2 separate regions of the Ovis aries genome follow, and region 2 is linked to region 1. A link is a contact called in public Hi-C data. All regions are on one chromosome and are shown on one strand. The core of a region is the stretch at or near the end of the contact, and the rest is flanking DNA. Distances in the headings are between cores, read along the strand shown. Region 1 overlaps TSPOAP1 (TSPO associated protein 1). Region 2 holds the start of RNF43 (ring finger protein 43).

Region 1 (2,760 bases), core at 119-2,618:
CAGGGTCAGAGAAGGCTAGCAGCTCACCCAAAGTCACACAGCAAGTTAGAGCCCGTTCTAGCTTGACCCAGGCTCCTGGTGGAGGGTAGGGCAGAGGGAAACAGCTGAGCCCATTAGAGAATCTCAGGTAGCTGCTCCTCCCCCTCCTTTGTGGTCCTGGCTGGGAGGTGGGCACCAGGAGTCAGGCTGGCGAAGAGCCAGCTGGGCATCGGTCAGATCGGGTGGTCCCGGCTCCACTCACTCAGGGAGTGATGCTGCTAAAGCTCTGTGGGCTGTGTGTCCTAGGCTCTGAGACAGGGGCGTCCACTACACCTCATTGAGTTGCTCTGAGGAAGCTGTGAAATAATACGTGTAAGTCACCTCCACCTCCACTCAGTAAGCTCCCCCAGGATTTCCCTTCTTGTAAGGGAACTTGGCCACGGAGGGCCTGATCGCTAGCTCCAAGAGGACGCGTGGTCACTGGTCACTCCTCGGGACACCAACCCCCAAGACCACGTGTCATCTTTCCTGTAGACCTCGACCTCCCACCAGCCTCCCCGGGGCGCTGCACCCCGAAGTCTTCCGAGCCTGCCTCCGCCACCCTTGCTGGGGTCTCCCGAAGGACGCCGGCCAAGAGGGCAGAGTCTCTGTCCAACTCCTCTCGCTCTGAGTCCATCCACAACAGCCCCAAGTCCTGCCCGACCCCCGAGGTCAGTGCTGGGGAGGGGCCTGGGCTCTAGCTCTGCCTTGGCGGGGGCAGGTGGAGGGAAGGTGTGGCCCAGGAGCTGGGGGGCTGATGGCCTGTGTGGGGGCTCAGGCAAGGCCCTGGAGGAGAGAGGCCCGTGGATTCCTCCCGGCAGGCGGGGAGCTCCGATGGGGCCTGCCCTGCCTGCTGGTCCTGCCTGCCGTCCCTACTCAGGGGCTGCCCAGCCTGCCCCTCTGGGGCCCAGCGAGGTCTTAGAGTCTTGGGCTGCAGGAAGGGAGACCCTTTGGGGCCAGGACCCACACAACGAGGTTGGTGGTGAGCGTGTCTGTGGCAGAAGCTGGTGGCACTGTGAGAAGGGGCACGGGTTCTGGGATTGAGGTCCTCGCTGTGTCTCAGGCAGGTCACTGACCCTCTCTGGGCTTGGGTTTCGCTGTCATCTGAGTTTTGAACTAACAAGCCTGCCCGGTGAGGTTGTGGGGAGGATGATGTGAAAACAACAAGGACGGAACCTCCCACCGTGTGGGGCGCGCAGTAGATGCTTAGCATATGGCAGCTGGTATTACTGCCAAGTTCTTTGGTATCACTCACAACCGCAGCCGTCTCTCTCTCTCCCTCCCAAACCTGAGAAAGTGCACGGGGGGGGGGGGGGGGAATGGGGGCGTCTGGAGCCGCCCTGCAGCCTCTGGTGCAGGAAGTGGTAGAGCCCAGCTGCGGCCTCTACTGTCCCCTTGTGGGCACGAGTGGAGGTGCTGGCTTTGGGTGCCCCCGCTTACCCTGGCAGTACCTCTGTCCCAGGGACTTCTCAGCCCCTTCTGCCCCTTTGCTTCCAGCTAGAGCGCTTTATTGCAGTTTTTTAACCTTAAAGACACAGACTGTCATTGGGCGCCCCCTTGTCCCCCACCGCCAGAGTGGCTGCCCCCTCTCTGCTGGGCATGGTGGTCTCATTTACTGAGCTGGTGCACCAGAGGCTGGGGCTCGGGGAGGGGTCACCATTGACCCCTCTCCCTTGACCCAAGGCCTCTGGGCTCCACCAGTGCCCGAGGGCTGACGTTCTGGTTTAGAAAGTGTCAGCAGAGCTCACTGCCGCTGGCCTCGTCCAGCATCTGCTCTGTTTCTCGTCTCAGGACAGCGGGGCCTCCCCTGCCGGGTTTGCGGTCGGCCCCTGGGTCCTGGAGAGGACTGGCCCTTTTCTGTTTGCCCCCAGGTGGACACGGCCAGTGAGGTGGAGGAGCTGGAGGCGGACAACGTCTCGCTGCTCCCGGCAGTGGCAGAGGGCGACCGGGGCGGAGCCAGGGTCCAGGTCTTCCTAGCTCGCTACAGGTGGGCCCTGACCCCTGCACCCCGGCCCTCTGGCATTTGGGGTGCATGAGGGGAACGGGACGGAGGGGGTGTGGCGGGGGTCACGGCAGAAGTCATCTTCGCCTCCTTGGGCTGGGGTGGGTGCAGTGGGCGCTCCCTGTGGTTAACGGTGGACGACAAAGTGTCCCCAAGGCCAAGCGATGGGCGGTGGGGAGGAGACAGGATGGTGGTCACCGTCCCCCTCCTCCTCTGGGCCTCCCCGCAGCTACAACCCCTTCGAGGGCCCCAACGAGAACCCAGAGGCTGAGCTGCCGCTGACCGCCGGCGAGTACGTCTACATCTATGGCAGCATGGATGAGGATGGCTTCTTTGAAGGTAGGAGGTAGCGGGGACTGTCCCATCCTTGTGTCTGCTTTCAAGCTCCTCTTCCCAAAGCCCTCTACCCATCTGCACCCTCTGAGCCCACCGTCACTCCTCAGACTCGGCAGAAAGGCATAGAGAGACCCGGTGGCCTGTGGGGAAAGGGCTCTGTGGGCAGCTGGTCTGACTCCACGTCTTCCCCGTGCAGGACAGGACAGGGCCCAGCACAGTCCAGAGGGCGGACAGAGCATCACAGGGAATTTCAGCTAAATTCGCTTTTCTGCTGGCAGACAGGGCACGGCAGCACTGAGCACTAGTGACCTCGAGGTTGGGCACGTGGTGTATAGATCTGATGCTGAACCCAGTGAGTGTGGGGAGGAGGGGTTGGGGTCCAGGGCCCAGGAGAGGGTGTCAGC
Region 2 (2,760 bases), core at 123-2,622, 100 kb before region 1:
GTTGATGGACATTTAGGTTGCTTCCATGTCTTGGCTATTGTAAGTGGTGTTGCTGTGAACATTGGGGTAAATGTATCTTCAAATTAGACTGTAAACCCTCTTTAGGGATAAAATTCTCAAGGCGACCAGGTCACTCATACCTTTTGCCTTCAGAGGCATTATGTCATTTAATCTTTACAGCAAACCTACAATGCAGTTATTATTCTCCACATTTTACAGGTAGTCAGTTTTCACAATTCTTTTGTCCACGTTAGAAATTGTTTGAAATTTTATGTGCTTCTTGCCACAACTTAAAATGTGCTTTTTACCACAATAAGCATGTAGCATAAATCTTAACCTTTTTTAAGTGTAATGTTAATCATATTCACATCATTGTTCATTTGTACAGTTTGGAAAGATTATTGGCATCAGATTAAAAATAAGATGTCTGGCCACAGTGAAATACAATCTGGTCATTTTGAAAATTCAAATTTTAGAAACATACGTCAGAAATGTTTGCATTCTTTCTAAAGAAAATGTTACTAGAAGGGTTATTGTTCACAAATGTGGTAAAAGTTACTAGAAGGAATATTTTTCACAAATGTAATTAACCAAAAATCAGTGTTCTTTTTACCTACACTCTTATTAAGCATATATATTTACCCCTTTACTTGTATTTATGATATAGACTTACTTTCAGTTTCACATTGAAGGCCCAGGTCTGATCCATAGTATTATTTCACATCCCAGGGATGTAAGAAGAAAATAACAGATTCCAGCCCTCTGACATCACCTAATGTAAAAGCTTGGTACAGGCAGTTTAGAAAAGAGCTACTGAATTTAAATTTGCAGAAGCTGAAGAAAAACTGCATAAAAAGGGCAGAATTCTTGCCAGGGTAGCTGACTTAAGACAATAAATCAGTGAGTGAGAACTACTGCACAGGATCACATTATTCTGGCTTTGTGGCCTTTATAGACACTAAAACCCAGAAGAGCAGATATCCCTTTGAACTTACATTTGCAAAACGTTGTGTCCATTATTTTATCTTATGGGTTTCTTTTTTTTTTTGGTCTTTATTTCCTCATCCCGCCGTCTGTCTCTTGGGTTGCAGAATCTGCTTACCTATCTGTTCACGTGGCCTTGATTTACGTGCGGGAGCTTGCTTACTCAGAGGAAGGTATTGAGGACTGAACTGGGTGCAGTGTGGCCGTGGCTCAGTAGAGGGAGTCGGGGAGCCGAGAGAAGAGCGAGCTCAGGAACGTGTCTGGTGAAGTGTGCGCGCACCGTGCCCCAGGCAGCCAGGAGGAGGGGGCGGGACGGGGCGGCTGCCTCTGGCCGCTCCACCCTCACTGTGTCAGCAGGTAGAGAGCGTGATTGCAGTCCCAGGGGAGGGAGTCCGAGCTAGAACACCAGTTACAAACCACAGGCTTCCTCCTCTAGGGAGCTGATCCAGAATTGTCTTTCTGGAAGGGAAGCACTTGAATCCTTCCGAACTTTCCAAGTCTATCCATGATTCAGAGACCTTGCCTTCTCCCTTTGGGATTGTCTGTGTTCCTGGTAGTGAATTGTTGCTGATGTATTTGCTTCTTTGCTCTTTCAAGATCTCACCATTTTTATATGCTGTTTGGGGAGAAAAAGGACTTTTGTTAGAAAGGAGATTTCAGAAATGGTTTTGGATCCTCTCTCAGTGGTTTTAGAGTTCTTGGGGACAGTAGCTCTAACCTTGGAGTAAGTTTCTGCCTTTGACCTGCATGGATTATTTTTTCAGGCTGCGGAATTTCTCGGCTCCTACCTGCAGTGTGGGGCACTTGGTTTGGTTGCAGAGTAAGAAGGTGGAAGAATGAACTGTACTTGGTTAAGCAGTTGAAACCTTTTCTTGAGCAGGATCTATAAAAGCATAATTGAATTTGTTTCACCCCCGTGGATTCCAGTGGGCCCGACAGCACAACAGGTTTGCAGATTTCTTTTGAAATTCTTTTTTTTTCCCTCCTTCTGCCTCAGCGAAAGAAAAGAATCTATATAACAGGTTCATATTCAATTGCTTGGCTTTTCAGCACTTATTCTGAAGACTTAATAAGATTTTTTAACTTGACCTCTGAACACAGTGGGCTTTGTGGTTGAAGTGCATTTATATTTACTTAAGGGTGCACATTTTGAAATCTTAGAGTAAGATTTTGTTTGTACAAAGACCCAAATTCTCAAGTGTGCCTAGAAATAGCACAGATCTACTCTACTCAGGATTATTTTTACTTTTTCAGGGCATTCTACTTAGAGCTTGTAGACTAATCACCTCCTTACTCCCACTGTCTTTTATTCCCCACCTCCTCAAGGAATTTGAAAACGTGTTAGGAATAGTCCTTTGTTTTAATATGAACCCAGAAAATTACAGATTATAAGATCTGGATAATAAAGTAGTTTCCAAAAGCATCTCATGGGAAATCACAGTGCTTGGCATTCTCAAGTAGGAGAATAAAAGGAGGAATCCCTAAGATAGAAAGGAAGATAAAGATAGAAATAGGAATTTCAACTGGAAAAGATAATTGGAAAGCCAACCTTTTCAAATATTCTTCTAATTATGAAAATTGGAAAAGATTGTGATGCTCAGATTTATCCTGTGAATATGTGAAGACATATAAATCAGCACCTAACTTACTAGCAAATCTAGGTGGAAAATTTAAAACTCAGTATATTTAAGTTCATGGAAAGTGTTATAGGTTCAATGGGCCTGGAACTTTGGCTACGCTGAAGTACGGTTTAATGTTGAAACTTTTATGAATACA

What was found. Hi-C and Micro-C count contacts between places; a contact is called where the count stands out from the background.
Region 2: a Hi-C map of omental adipose tissue shows a contact between it and region 1, with 2.8 times the contacts expected there. The contact joins the promoter of RNF43 here to the enhancer-like site in region 1. A contact is called at or near these places in 10 of 16 Hi-C or Micro-C datasets (blood, liver, muscle and 4 more).

What each region holds. Positions count from the first base shown.
Region 1 is chr11:8,979,344-8,982,103 of ARS-UI_Ramb_v3.0, reverse strand. It overlaps TSPOAP1 (TSPO associated protein 1), which reads left to right. Exons shown (of 27, transcript XM_060394761.1): 14 at 514-689; 15 at 1,890-2,005; 16 at 2,250-2,359. Among named protein-coding and RNA genes, the nearest start is that of TSPOAP1, 15 kb to the left of the region's middle. Within about 2 kb of position 1,368, at least 4 of the 54 cell types and tissues checked have an H3K27ac peak or open chromatin away from gene starts, as enhancers often do.
Region 2 is chr11:9,083,160-9,085,919 of ARS-UI_Ramb_v3.0, reverse strand. It overlaps RNF43 (ring finger protein 43), which reads left to right and starts at 1,372. Exons shown (of 11, transcript XM_060395116.1): 1 at 1,372-2,760.